Regions from separate parts of the Mus musculus genome. Here region 2 is linked to region 1. The links are chromatin contacts, called in public HiChIP or PLAC-seq maps. All regions are on one chromosome and are shown on one strand. Each heading gives the region's core, a stretch centred on a gene start, on an enhancer-like site or on the middle of the called end of the contact. The rest is flanking DNA. Distances are from core to core; before and after follow the strand shown.

What was found. HiChIP or PLAC-seq counts read pairs in DNA pulled down with a chosen protein or histone mark.
Region 2: a contact with region 1 is called in an H3K27ac HiChIP or PLAC-seq map of the HPC-7 cell line, with 8 times the contacts expected there. The contact joins the promoter of Mtch1 here to the enhancer-like site in region 1. A contact is called at or near these places in 2 of 39 promoter capture datasets (hippocampal neurons and pre-B cells), 4 of 484 Hi-C or Micro-C datasets (CD4 T cells, the N1E-115 cell line, cerebral cortex and 1 more), 10 of 115 datasets of contacts at active chromatin or transcription factors (the HPC-7 cell line, double positive thymocytes, effector CD8 T cells and 4 more) and 4 of 9 other capture datasets (adipose tissue, embryonic stem cells, liver and 1 more).

The regions. Positions count from the first base shown.
Region 1 is chr17:29,168,790-29,176,323 of GRCm38.p6, reverse strand. It overlaps Cpne5 (copine V), which reads left to right. Exons shown (of 21, transcript NM_153166.2): 11 at 121-162; 12 at 2,924-2,999; 13 at 6,866-6,919. Among named protein-coding and RNA genes, the nearest start is that of Rab44, 58 kb to the right of the region's middle. Within about 2 kb of position 4,988, at least 104 of the 459 cell types and tissues checked have an H3K27ac peak or open chromatin away from gene starts, as enhancers often do. A contact at or near this core is called in the HPC-7 cell line, double positive thymocytes, effector CD8 T cells and 4 more, where this site is marked.
Region 2 is chr17:29,344,946-29,352,479 of GRCm38.p6, reverse strand. It overlaps Mtch1 (mitochondrial carrier 1), which reads left to right and starts at 4,548. Exons shown (of 12, transcript NM_019880.4): 1 at 4,548-5,013. The coding sequence starts at 4,693.

The DNA of each region.
Region 1 (7,534 bases), core at 3,739-6,238:
AAGATAGAATTTCTTTGCACACAGGCTTGAAATGTTTGCATGGCATCCTTCCTGGTCCGGGGACAGGAGGCCTGTCCTCGGGTCCATCCTACCCAGAATTCTTTGCTGTTTGTTTTCCAGGACCATCAAGGTGGAGGTGTATGACTGGGATCGTGACGGCAGGTAAGGGCAGGAGGGTGAGAGAGAGGTGAGCGGATGTAGGCAACCACGGGAAACTAGGCAGGCCCATCTGGGAATGAGGGGCTGGGTTCCATGCCGGTTGGTCTGCTGTTGTAGTAGCTTAGATCCTTGGAGGTCCTGCAGGACAGTATGCTGAGAGCCCTCCTCTCCCCAACATAGCTGCCAGTAGCCAGCCAGTGCCCACACTCTCCTCAACTACAGAGCTGGGAATGCTCTGAAATGCCCATTATAGGACACTGAGCATTACAGACACCTCCATTCTCTGTGGGAAGCCTTGGGCAAAGCCCAGTAGGAAGACCAGACTGTAGAGGAAGAGACACCCACAGTTCAGCAGAGGCTCACCATAAACACAGAGAATAGACCTAGGTCTGTAGGGACAGCTGCAGCGAGGAGTTCTGAGGCTCAGCAAAGACAAGGCATTGCCTGAGGAGGGCTAGGTCAGGCCTGCCCGAGGGTGACTTCTGCTTGGGAGCTATGGGAGGCAGTTCTCAGTACCCCATGAGGAGGAAATGTGGCTGACAGTTTCTAGGCAGAACAGTAGCATATCTCTCTAAGCACCAATCTGGATCCTTTCCTGTCTCCTACTTGCTGGCTGAAGCAAATCCAGACATATCCTGGCTTAAGGGTGGTCACAGTTGGCATCTCCCGGGCCTGATGTGGACGAGGGTGGCGCTCTTATTATAAAAGGCTCTGTGCCAGTATAGCTGAGCCAAGCCCAAGCCATGGAAGGTTCCCCAGAGCCCACCCTGCCTCTGTTAAACTTTACCGCCACCATCCCTATCCCTTCCATCCAGGTCAGCTCCACCATGCCTCTAACCCACTCTGCCTCCTCCTCTCCTAGCGGTTCCTTACAAACCTCTTTCACCTGAGAGTTTTCTCTTCTCTGGCAACTTGGGACACCCGCCAGGTGCCACAGGGTCCAATGAATAAGTTACCATCCCCAGAAGAACTCAGTCGACACAGTGTGGGGCTGCAAGTGTGCTCAGTGGTTAGAGCTCCCGCCTACCATTTGGGAGATCCCGGGTTCCGTCCTGTACTGACAATAGATAAGTTCCCAGCGTTGGCACATGGCTCAGCGGGCAAAGGTGCGTTCAGCACAAGCCAGGCAACCTGAGTTCAACCCTGGGAACCCACAGAGAAGGTGGGCAGAGAGAACGTACTCCGTAAAGTTGTCTTGTGACCTCCATACACACACACACACACACACACACACACACACACACACACACACACACCAATAATTCCCCCTCCACCCAAACCAAAGTGTTTATACATATGAAAGTTTCACAATGAAATCCATTACTTTGTATGGCTTTAAAAAAAATCAAAATAAACAAAAGCTACCGTGGGCTCACAACAGGGCATGGCCCCAGGGACACCTGGACAGCTAACTGGATGTCCCAGCTAGAGCTACAGTGCTAAGCACTGTGTTCTAGCAAGGACTCAGGCCTGTTGGGAGTGCTGTTTATGCAAGTTCTTCCTGTGTTTAATATAGACACAGTCTGGAAAAAGACCCCTGCCACCTGGCTCTCCTTGCCTGTTTAGGAAGTATTAGTGGGAGACCTGGGTATGTGGCTTGGAGGCAGAGCCCTGGTATAATGTGTTCAAGTCCCGGCGTTCCATTTCAGCACCAAAGGAAGGTTGGAAAAGATCCAACTGTAGTTTCATGTGCCTATCTATATGAGACTCTTTGGGAGTTTGAGGTAGGAGGATTGGAGTTTGAGGCCAACCTGGGCAACACAATGGGGAGCTATCTCAGAAAGAAAAAGTTAATAAGAAAGGCATATGGTGGTCACGTCTATCATCCCAGCGCTCCGGAAGCAGAGGCAGAAGGTACAGGAGTTCAAGGCCACCCTTGCCGACACAAGTTCACGACTAAGCTGGGATGCACAAGACAGTGTCTCCGAAAGCCCAAAATATTAATAAAAATAAAATAAACAGCACTCGGGAGGCAGAGGCAGGCGGATTTCTGAGTTCGAGGCCAGCCTGGTCTACAAAGTGAGTTCCAGGACAGCCAGGGCTATACAGAGAAACCCTGTCTCGAAAAACCAAAAAAAAAAAAAAAAACAAACAAACAATTTTTTTAAATGTTATTGAGCTGGGTACAGTGGATGAACCTTTAATCCCAGCACTCAGGAGGCATTGGCAAGTGGAGTTCTAGGCCAGCCTGGTCTACATTAGAATGTTTCAGGACAGCCAGGGCTACGTAGTGAGGCCCTGTTTGGGGAAACTGTCTCAGCAGTGCGGAGCTAATGAATACCTTTAAGCCAGTCACTTGAATTTGACAATTGTTAAATTTTACTGTATCACCTTATCTATATTTTACTAATGCAATTTAAAGGAGATTCCACGGTGGCATTTACCCCTAAATATTTCATTAGAAATGTCTAAAAAAATAAGCACATTTCTGCCACGTAACTCTCAATGCAGTTATCCCACCTGACATTGAACAGTACTTGACTGTCATCCAGAGTCGTTCCCTCTGCAGAGATTGTCCCCAGATGCCTTCTCTTGCTCATTTAAATGAGAATCCAAGCAGACCTGTGGCTCCTTCCTCTGGGACTCCGAATTCTGTCAAGTAGCCTGGCTTTCTTGGTCCACGGCTCCCTTCCCATACTCTGTGACTTGGGGTGGAGGCCCTGGCAGAATGGGGGCGGGGCAGGTCTGGGAGAGGCTGTAGTGGGCGACATCGACATCCATCGGTACCCTGGGCCTCCAGCCTCAGCAGCATCTTCTCTTGCAGCCATGACTTCATTGGGGAGTTCACCACCAGCTACCGGGAGCTGGCACGTGGCCAGAGTCAGTTCAACATCTATGAGGTAAGATGCTCCAGGGGTGGGGTCTCTCCTCATGGGGGTGCTGGGTCAGCAAGGACCCAGGAGCTCTGAGAGGGGTTGGGGCCAGGGATTTCCGGATTGTCTCACAAGGTGGGTTTCATGTTTCCATTTCACAGATCTCCCCACACACCTCATACACCACACACCCAACCATACACCATACCCCCACACAAACACACAGCGCTAAGTCATCTGACTTCCAAGTTCTTGAGTTCCACCCCTTGCAGAACACTTCTGATAGGTCCTTAAGAAAGTCCTGGGTGCGGGCTGGCGAGATGGCTCAGCGGGTAAGAGCACTGACTGCTCTTCTGAAGGTCCTGAGTTCAAATCCCAGCCCCCACAGGGTGGCTCACAACCATCCGTAATGAGATCTGACGCCCACTTCTGGTGTATAATAATGTATAATAATAAATAAATCTTTGGGCCAGAGAAAGCAGGAACTGAACCAGCAGGCCTGACTGGAGCAAGAGGGGTTGACTTGGAGCGAGCAGAGGTCCTAAAATTCAATTCCCAACAACCACATGAAGGCTCACAACCATCTGTACAGCTCTGTATAGCTACAGTGTACTCACATACATAAAAATAAATAAATAAATTTTTATAAAAGTAATTTAATAGCCACTCCCCTCCCCCACACACACACCACCATTCCCCGGCCCTACACACACACCTCCAACACACACCACAGGAAGAGCACCAGGAAGGAAGGGAAAGATGTCTAACAAGCCAAGACCTGAGGTCCCAACTCCAGAGTGGCCCCACGTCTTCAGACAAAGCTTGTGGTCCTCTGGAGGAGTAGCCAGTGCTCTTAACCACTGAACTATCTTTCCGACCTTCATAGTGGTTTTGGGGAAGGAGTCCCCTAGCCCAGGCAAGGCAGACTGTACCTTTCTTTGGGAAGTGGGTGGAGCAGTTATCTCTCTTGGGGTTTGGCTTCCAGTGGCTGTGAAGTCTTGGGTGAAATGGAAATCGGAAGCTGCACAGATGGGGCGGCCGGTTTCCTTCCGTTTCCTCAGACAGCCTCTTTGCAATCAACAAGATACGAGCTGCCTGAGCCAGGGGAAAACCACCTCCGTTTCTGGCGCCCCGCCCCCACCCCCGGGGGGGCAGCTTTGGACCCAAGGGGTGTCACCAGGAGGCCAAGTGGGCCCAGGAAGCCCTTGCTAGAGTCAGGAGTGTGAAAAAGGTCCTCACCAGTCAACACCCCACCTCCAACCCTGAAGCCACCCTGGCGGGACACACTTTTAAAGCAGCTGTTCCTGGGACCCAGCCTCTGCTAAAGAATCACTCAGACGCTGAGCCTCTTCAAGTCCTACTGTCCTTCTGACAGCCCCAGACAAGCCTCCAGTCTCCAACCCCTCCAGTGATCCCCAACAGCACACCCCCCCCCCACCTCCTGAGCTCCCACCATCCTCTGCAGGGTGTGGGGCTTTGCAATAGGATTCTAGTCTCTTCTAACCTCCACAGTGACCAGAATGCTCTGGGTGTGGCTCCGTGTTGCCTTGAAATGAACTTCACCCCACACCCCCACTCTCTAATGTTAAGGCAGATCTCCACTTAAGCTGGCACTGAGTATTAACCTGACCCCATTGTCACCACACCTGAGCCCCACGGGCCTACAGAGGGGAGTGTGCTCCTTCTGTGAAGAGAGGCACGGCTCATGTCTGTCTGGGCCCCGAGCACTGAAGCTGCTGCCTCCCCAAGGACTCTACTGAGTCAATATGGTCCCACTTCTGATCAATATGGTCCCCAGAGGCTTTCTCAAATGTCCCCTCAAGGAAGTCATCACCTTTGCAAGTCTCTACAGGCACACTCTTCTTCCCGAGGTTGTGCCTGGGGCCTTTCCATGACCATGAGACCCTCAGAGGTGGGCCGGTTCATTCTGCATTCCCAGCAGCCTGGTGCACAGGAAACCAGATTTCAGACATGGGGAAAGGTAGCCGCCTAGTGGAGCGGGCCAGTTCCTTGTAGCGTCCCTAGGGGGTGCTGTGGCCCTGTGTGAAGCCTGACAGTCACTTGTAGCTAGAGAGGCTAGGATGAGGGAGGTTCTAGGAAATCCCAGGAGAGCTCAGAGCAGACAGGGTGCTAACTCACTGTCCACTTCGCTCAGATCTGACGCCAACGGTTGCTTTAACATAAAAAAAAAAAAAAAAGAGTAGGTTCAGAGAGCGGAAGTGTGACTGACTACACGTTAATTTAAAGATAATGCCAAAGGCTTCAAAGAAATGTGTCAGGCACGGTTGTGTGTATCTGTGGTCCCCACCACTCAGAAAGCAGAAGCAGGGGAATGTGACCTCAAGGCCAGCCTAGACTACACGGTGAGACCCCTGTCTCAACAATAGAAAGCAAACCAAAATGAGTCTAAGAGGTACTATAAAGAAATCTACACCCCTAAACCGTGTTCTGCTCGCTCCACTCTGCTGCAGGGAACCGTGAAGCAGGGGTCGGAGGTACATTTTGTTCCAAACCCCGAATAAGCTCAGCTGGGTAAACATTAATGTTGAGTCTGCAACTCTGCCCTTCTGCCTGGCAGCCAGGTGGTATTAGAGAAGGCTGCCCCATGGCTAGAGAGGCACTTCTAGGATGTTCAGCATCTCAGACCCAGCCTCAGTCCCCACCTGAGCATGATGCCAGCCCTCCCATTTGAACTTGTCACTCATCCATCACGGGTGACAGCTCTGTACGTATGCACCGCTGGCCTGGAGACAGGTTTCTCTTCCTGTGTCTACCCAGATGGCTGTGTGACTTAAGCAAATCGCCTGGCATCTCTGTGTCCTGGTTCCCTTCGTCTCTGAAGTGGGCATCAATCCTTGTTAGACCGAAGAAACTGCAGTTAAAGACATAGGGAGGGAAGACAGGAAGCTGGTGGCGCACGCCTTTAATCCTAGCACTTGAGAGGCAGAGGCAGATGGTGGATCTCCGAGTTCAAGGCCAGCCTGGTCTACAGAGCAAGTTCCAGGCCAGCCAGAGCTATGTAGGGAATGCCGTCTTGAAAAAACAACAAATAAAAAGACATAGGAAAGATCCCCAAGAGAGGCACGTGGGATATGCCATGTGGGAGAGGGGATAAGAGTTTGAGAACAGCCTGGCTCTGTTGATTGCACACCAGAGAAAGCCCAGATCTCTCGTGTTGAGCCTGGGAACAGAGAGCTCCGTGCAGCATGGCTCACCAGGACAAGGTGGCCCTCCTCCCAGCCCCAGGGCTTCTCCAACACCAGTAACCACAACTACAGCTGGGTCACTGCTCTGAGGCAGCGTCTTGACCTCCCACCCGCTCCCCGAGTGGTGACAACCACCTACAGACTTTACTAGATGTCAGGGGTGAAGGGTGTCACCCACTGTTGTCACTAGTGGGGGGACAGAGACATCCTGAGTCTTTACAGAGCCTACTGTGCGGAGCCTTGTCATGGGACGAGCAGGTTTGGTTTGGAAGCTTCCTACTGTGGGTCAGGGTGGCCCAGAGCCAGGCTCATAGGCTCAGGGCACCCCTGAGTGGGAGCCCCAAGGAGAATGGGGAAGGCAGGACTGCAAATGTGTAGGGGGTAAAAGAGCGGCCCAGCCAGCACAGGCAGGCGTGGGCAGAGTTGTCTTGCAACACCTGGTTGCTCTGGCAGGTTTAAGGGTATTGGGAGACAAAGCTAAAGAAACTGTCTCAGTGTGATGGATACTGGGACTCAGGGTTAATGAGGATGCCCAAGTGCCAGCATCTCACAAAGCCTGGCAAAGCCCTTCCCAAGCTGCGGTCACACCCGTACCCTGCTGGGCTGATGCCCAAGCCACACCCAGGTCTGCTGGGAGCCCCGAAACTGTCCCGACTGCTTTCAAACAGTGGTTACTTTTCCCTACAGGTGATAAATCCAAAAAAGAAAATGAAGAAAAAGAAATACGTGAATTCTGGCACGGTGAGTAGCGCCCCCTGTCGCAATGGAGGGGCATTGCCCTGAGCCAAAAGCCAGGCTGAAGGGCAGGGGTCCCATCTAGGTGAGTGGGTAGCAGAGAACCATCAGCCTCAGGGAATCTCTGCAGGAAGGAAAAGCGGGTGTGCATGTGGGGAATCCCCAGGAACTGGGCACTGTGAGAGGCCACACTGGCATCCACTATCATGGAGAGGAGCAGGGAAGTGACTCAGTCAAGGTTAGACAGCGAAGAGTCATGCAGGAGTCAACTCCACCTTTCATCCTGCGTGGGCAGCAGCAGGCACTGCCGCTGAGTAACTGTTACCACCAGAGACCACTTTGGTCCTTGATTTGTGAGGGCTGGTGGGCTGGACATTCTAACATTCAGCAAATATGTGCTGGGCTCTCAGCAGAACCATACGGGCAAATGACACAGGCAGGAAACGGAAGACCCAGGTCCCTGGTGCTTATAACAGGGGAGGCAGAGGGTTCTTTAGTACCTGCACACACATCAGTGAAATGATTTCAAGAGCTGTGGGGGAAGGTGAAACAGAATGGATCAGATATTGAGAATACATAATAAATATAGAATACAGAATAAATACAGAATAAAGGGACCCA
Region 2 (7,534 bases), core at 3,299-5,798, 180 kb before region 1:
CACATCATACATTAATATAAATGATTATGTATAATACAAAATGAATAAAAATATAAAAATAAACTAATATAAATTTTTAAAATGGGTCAGTAAATACCTATTTATTTACTTTGTGTCCATGTGAGAGCAAGGATGTGAATGTGCTGCCTCTCTACATCCCTGGCTGAACTTTGTACATTTTAATTTAGGAAGCTGAAGAGATGGCTCAGCTGTGGAGGGCACGGGCTGCTCTTCTAGGGGACACCAGTATGGTTCCTGCCACCAATGTCAGGCTAATCACAGCTACCTGTAGCCCCAACTCCAGTGAATCTGGTGAACTCTTCTGGCCTCCTCAGGCACCTGCAAAACACACACACACACACACACACACACACACACACACACACACACACAAATCTTAAAATTTTTTTTGAGAGAGGATTTTATTTATTTATTTATTTATTTTTGGTTTTTCAAGACAGGGTTTCTCTGTGTAGCCCTGGCTGTCCTGGAACTGACTCTGTAGACCAGGCTGGCCTCTAACTCAGAAATCCCCCTGCCTCTGCCTCCCAAGTACTTGGATTATAGGCGTGTGGCACCATTGCCCGGCTTAAATTTTTTTAATTGATTTTTTTTTTTTTGTCATGCTGAACCTGAGGTTTCAACCTGTTCCTCAAGTGTGGATTATTTCCTTTCATCCTTTGTTAACCCTAAAAATCAGGATCAGGGGGTGTTCAGACAATGTCATGGCCAAGTAGAGACTCTTGATGTCTCAAATCCCACTGAGCACCCAGACTGAGCACAGGTACCCCAGAATAGCTAGTTTCCACTGGGGAACTTGTAGGAGTGGTGCTGCGGACCCTTTTTGGTCCCTGTCTTCGTAGAATGGGTCTCTAGTTGCAGGTGGACAAGGAGTCGGCAAATGACAGACAGAAGCGACAAGAGAGATTGTGTAGAATCTGAGTGTAATTTTTTTTTTCGAGACAGTGTTTCTCTGTGTAGCCCTGGCTGTCCTGGAACTCACTCTGTAGACCAGCTGGCCTCGAACTCAGAAATCCACCTGCCTCTGCCTCCCAAGGGCTGGGATTAAAGGAGCGCCACCACGCCCAGCGAGTGTAATTTTTCAAGTGGAGCATCAAACTTTTTATACAGAAGAGTGACAAGAAACCACGTGAGACATCCACCAAGTTACAGTGACACAATACAAAAGGAATGTATACATCAAAAGATGGCGGTGACCAGGTCCTGTTTACCACTAAGAAGGGAGCCAGGTCTATTGTTAAGCCCACCACCAGGGGTTCTTAGTAAATGCCTGATTATGCTGTTCCTTTGGGCCTAGTGAAGAAATCTCTCTCAGGGGGATTCCCTAACTCTTTCATGATAAACCCACTTATTGGCTAGGCCATTGTGAATTCCCTTGTCTGGGTAAGACTGACTACTGTCCCAAGTAAACACTCTGCAGACCAGCCCAGAGCTATTCCGGCTCCATTCTTTGCAATGCCTAATTAGTTCCACCATCTCTACTAGCAGTAAATTTGAATGTTACTGGATAGATAACCTTCTTACAGAATTCCTACTGAATTCCAAGTTTGTCGGCTTCAAGGATTTTTTTAGGAGTTGGAACACTGGCAAGGGCTTAGCTATGTCAGAATTCAATCTTTAAAGGCACTTTACAATAAAATAATACCAAAAGAGAGCACGTGGATCCATACACCAGACTAATGTGGGGATAGGGTATGAGTATACGGGTTATGAGAATGCCTGGTTCCAGGAGGTTGAGTTTCTCGTGAGCACTTCCAGGCCTCTCGCCTGCCAAGCAGACTTCACTGGAGTGTGCGTAGCAGAATGGGATTCAGCTCACCCACATATACATATATTCACCCACCCCGGCTTGGAGTGTATGGCTCAGAGGTAGACTAATTGCGTAGGATGTGTGCAGCCCTGGAGTTTATTAGAAATGCTTTGATGCCATCAGGAGGCAGGGGCTGGTGGATGTCTGCGACTTCAAGGTCAGCCTGGTCTACAGGTGGAGATCCAAGATCCAGCCAAGGTTCCATCATCCCCAGTACTGCTAAAAACAAACCCAAATTTTTTTAAAAGAAAGAAAGGAAAAGGAAAATGGATCAGACCTTGCCCTTTTTAGTTCTCAGAGGCAGGAAGTCTCAACGATGATTAGCAATCGCTGATGCCAACTGAAACCACACAGGAGAGGCACTAGGAAGCAGGCTGTAAGGATGGACTTCTGGGCGGGCGGGGTGGTGCACAGGACAGGGCAGGTTTTCTACTGCAACGAGCCATGGTTATCAAGAGCAGATGCTAGATTTTCTCCTTTTTCTCCCCAAAAGGAGCCCAAGACTCAGGGACATTTGTTTGTTTTTCAAGACAGGGTTTCCCTGGCTGTCCTGAAACTACCTCTGCCACTACCCACATGGCAAAGACAATAGTTTATTCCTAAATGTAAAGACTAACTGACTGATACGTATCAGAGCAGAATGAGGAAACCTACAGGCACATGGGTGCCCTAAAATCATAGTAAGGGCCGAAGAGATGGCTCAGCCATTAAGCACTCCGGTTGCTCTTACGGAGGAATTGGGTTCAGTTCTCAGCTCACAACCATTGGCTTCCTAGGGTACCAGGCACACATGTGGTGTACATAAGTATAAATGAAATGCAAACAAAACACTCTTGCCCATAAAACAAAATAAACCAGGCCTCAGAATGTGACATGCCAGACCAGGTATATTAGTTAGGGTTTTACTGCTGTGAACAGACACCATGCCCAAGGCAAGTCTTATAAAAAATCATTTAATTGGGGCTGGCTTACAGGTTCAGAGGTTCAGTCCATTATCATCAAGGCAGGAGCATGGCAATATCCAGGCAGGCATGGCGCAGGCAGAGCTGAGAGTTCTATGTCTTCATCCAAAGGCTTCTAGTGGAAGACTGACCTAGGGTGAGAGTATTAAGCCCACACTCACAGTGACACACCTACTCCAACCAGGTCACACCTATTCCAACAAAGCTACAACTCCAAATGGTGCTACTCCCTGGCCCAAGAATATACAAACCATCATACTAGGGAAGGGTACAATACTCTCTCACCTGGACCTCATAGAAAGGAAGACACCTAACTCTGGACGTCAGGCCTATCTTTTGACCACTCAGTGTATATTGTCAAGGGACAGAGGAATGAGAAGTCCTGGCAATCCCAGGGGCTTCAGTTTAGCTGGGTTCCCAGTGTTTGATGTGGCCTGTTTGAATTACCATCCATCTGTCTGTCCATCTGCTCACCCACCTGTACCCAGTCCTGCAAGCCCTCAGCAGCTCTGCCCTTCCTGAGCCGTTCTCCAGATGGACTGGTTAATATCTAACCTCAGAAGTGGCTTTCTCTGCCTCTGCCTCCAGTAAGGACTCTTTCAAATTGTTGAGATTTGTGGCCTTTGTAACCCTTTGAAGTCATTCTGTCACACACACACACACACACACACACACACTTATAATCACAGTGTGATCTGTATCTTGAGATAATATTAGTAACTAAGATGTGAATGAAAGAATTGTGATTGCTAACAGCCAGCTATCAATTGCAGCCAAGGAAATTGATGTAGCATGGTGCACAGCTCAGTCTGGCCTTGAACTCCTATCCTGATGCCTCTGCCTCCTGAGTATCGGGCTTACTTTACAGGTGTGTGCCACTGCACTGGATTGTTACTTTGTTTGCTTCATTCATTCCCTTAGGAATGGTTTCCCTGAAGATATACTTTCTATGCATTCCTATATTTGCGGTGATAGAAGATAGATATTAATGCCAGACAATACAATATGATACAACACAGTACAGTACACGGTAGTACGGTACAGGGAGCCACATTCGGAATGGGCCATACAAAAACACGGTCCAATGGGGGACAGTCAAATACAGATCGGAAAAACAAGGCACTGGGGACAATACGGAGGAAAAGCCCACAGATGGAAAGTATTTGCGTGGGCAAGTGTCAGGAACGTGAGGTAAAACCTACACCACGGGCAATCAGGGAGGGTGCAAATATCTGACCATTCCAAAGACCTTCCTTGCAAACTAGCAAGAGGACAAGGTCCCTTGCTAGGGACCAAAGGGTCCCTGCTGACTCTGAGGTCCATTACCAGAAGACTCTATTATTGGGCAGTTCAAGACCAGCTGAGAGCTGCTGTGCTTGTTCAGAGGTGGAAACAAATCACCGGCTGGAGTAAGCACCTTCCTGGAAGGTGGCCCTAAGAATTGCTCTCAAGGCATGCGTAGCACTATGCTCCAGGCACTAGACTAGAGCTCTCCCAGGCCTAGTTATTTAGTAACTAAACGCAGCCAGCACCGGGCCTTCATAAGTGCACAGGCAAAGAGTGCTCCCAGCCCTCAGCAGCTGTGAGTTACTCAACTATTGAGGGGTTTCTACACAGGTCCCGGGATCGTGCTGAAGGAGTGCAGAAGCAGGGCACACAGACTGAGACTCGTAGGCACGATTGCGGTGACTGGCCTGGTCCGCAAAGGGGCGGGCACAGAGCTGCAAAGAACCCGCCCCGGGCCGGAGGAGGCGGGCCCGGGAGCACCAAGGAACAACACTCGCCCGCCCGCCATGCCCCCTCGCCCCGCGGCGTGAGTGGTGCTGCCAGGACCCTCCCCTTGACGTTCGGGGCGTGGCCAGCACCACGTGACGGGGAGTGACCTCCACGCCTGGCGCCATGGGGGCTTCGGACCCGGAAGTGGCGCCTTGGGCTCCCGGCGGCGCCGCGGGGATGGCGGGAGCCGGAGCTGGTGCAGGAGCTCGGGGCGGCGCGCCGGCCGGAGTCGAGGCCCGCGCTCGGGACCCGCCACCCGCGCACCGCGCGCACCCTCGCCATCCTCGGCCCGCGGCTCAGCCGTCGGCGCGCAGGATGGACGGCGGCCCGGGCGCCCCGGGCTCCGGGGACAACGCCCCGACCACCGAGGCGCTGTTCGTGGCGCTGGGCGCGGGCGTGACGGCTCTCAGTCACCCGCTGCTCTACGTGAAGCTGCTGATCCAGGTGGGGCGGGGGGCGCGGCGGGAGGATGTGGATGGGATGTGCGGTGTGGGGGTGCAGGGAGGGGGCTGAGGGATCTGAGTGATTGACGTGGGAAAGGAAGCGATTTGGAGGTGCTGGGAGGGAGCGAAGGGACGTGAGTGACAGACGTGGGGTAGGAAGGGATTTGGGGGTGCAGGGAAAGGCGATGAGATGTGGGAGATAAGTAGTCGAAGGCAGTGAGCTTGAAATTCCGAAGGGTAATGGATTTGGGGTGCGGAAAGAAGCCACAGGATTGGGGGAGGGCCGAGAAGTTTTGGTGAATGGGTAGATGAGGGCTGGCTGGGTACAAAAGCGACGTGTTTAGAAGGTGAGTACATTTGGGGCAGAGGACAGCGGGGCTCTGGATTTATAGAGATGGATGAAAGCTTTGAGGGACAAAGGAGTGGGCAGCAGGGCCAAAAATTTCAGAGGGAAAGAATGCAGCAGGGAAGAGCTATCGGTTTACTTGAGAAGGAGCCTGTAGATTTGATGGCGACGACAGATTTGGTGGGAGGAGGGGCCTCCGCATTGGTGGAGGGGGGGAGTGGAGCGGTGTCTGGAAAGGGGAGCCAGGAGGCGGCTTTTAGGGGGAAGGGGAGAATGGGATGACGCATTTAGTGGAGGAAGGAAGGAATTGAAGTAATTGTGTCTGCGTGGGTTGGGAATGGGCAGAAAATGGGGATAGGCACAATAGGTAAGGGTTGTCAAAGCTGGAGCAAAGGTAGGGATGTCTGGATTCAAGGATGCTTGGGCACCTAAACGCTTTTTTGCTTGTTGGCAGCAATTCACTCCAATAGAGGATGAGGAAAGGGTAAAGGGGGAGGAGGGATCTGGTTGGAAGGAGGTGTTGTGCATTTGGCAGAATTGGGTGGGTGTGTGATGGAGGTGGGGAGAGTTTTGATTGGCGTGGTTCAGGCTCAGACTGATAATCAAAGATGAAGCCTAGCATTTTCCAAAGGAGTGGGGGATGGGTGGTGAGGATTGAGTTGGAGACCCAGCTAAGATTTGAGGTTTGATTTAAGGCAAGTGAGTGTGAAGATTATTGTACTATCCTTGTCATAGAACTGAGAGAATTAGAAATACATTTGGAATGAGAAGGCCTTAAGAATGGGAGTCGCTGCTGGGCAGTGGTGGCGCAGGACTTTAATCTTAGCATTTGGGAGGCAGAGGCAGTCGGATTTCTGAGTTCGAGGCCAGCCTGGTCTACAGAGTGAGTTCCAGGACAGCCAGGGCTACACAGAGAAACCCTGTCTCGAGAAAAACAAACAAAGAATGGGAGTTGCTGAAGCCCTGGGGTCTGAGGAATGGGGATTCTAGAATTTGGAGTTTAACTAGAAATATAAGGAATGAGAAGATACTGTCAGGGCCATTGGGCATCAAATTGTGCAGAGATTTGGAGACGGCTGAAAGGGGGATTTGGAGACCAGCACTGACCTACTGTCATGTGAATGTGTATTTACAACATAGTGTTGCAGCCACAGCAAGCCTCAGCTTAGGAGGGACTCTGGGCTTTGCAGGTATCTGAGTTGAGCAGTTGGAGGTGCTAGGAGCTGATGGGGTGAGAATCAAATGCTGGACCTTAGGATGGCAGGCGGAGAGGGTCGGGGGGGCTCTGGGTGTAGTGTGGGAGGACACAGGGGAAGTGGCTTATCATTGGGAGCATGGTGGCATTAGTGTGGGGGTTTGAAAGAATGAAAGGTCTTTGGAGAGGGACCTAGAGAGTGAAGGGGAGCCCAAAGGGTGATGGGAACTAGATGGCAGGGGGGTGTAAGCCTAAGAGCTCTGTTGGGGGTGACAACTTCAGGGAGCTTAATGGCTATAGCTTAGTAATCGGTAACACTGAACAAAAAAGCAACAATAATAACAGATTGTGTTTTGCAGGGAACAGGTGTGCAGGCTAGATGTTGAGCCTCAGATCAAGACTCGTGGGCGGGGGTGGAGGCAGGCAGAGGTATTGAAGGTGGCAAACTGGCTCTGCTGGTGTTAGGTACGGGATCACGGTGTTGGCTGTGGTTAGGACAGTTAGAAACAGATCTAGGTGAGCATGACGTGAGGACAAATCAAGTAGGCCGTGACCTCGGCTCACATTGTACCTTTGATAACCCAGTAGACATAAGACGATAAACTCAACAGATTTGAGAGCCGTGAGGATGTGCGGTTGAGGGTTCGGGTTTTAGGATCAGGTTGGAGTTGTGCTGATAAGACTGGTGGGCAGCATCATAGCAAGAGCTTGGGGCTTGAAGTTCCAGCACAAAGGACCACCCTCCACTTGAAGACGCGGAAGGCCACTTCTGACCTAGAAGAAGAACTCTGGAAGGGAAAGCTGTTTGCCTGGGTCACCTAACTCTTTTCTGGATAAGCCATTGTGAGCGTCATTTTTTTTCAAAAAGACCTCACAATAAAGGGTTTTAAAAATTTACAGTCAGGGGCTGGTGAGATGGCTCAGTGGGTTAGAGCACCCGACTGCTCTTCCGAAGGTCCAGAGTTCAAATCCCAGCAACCA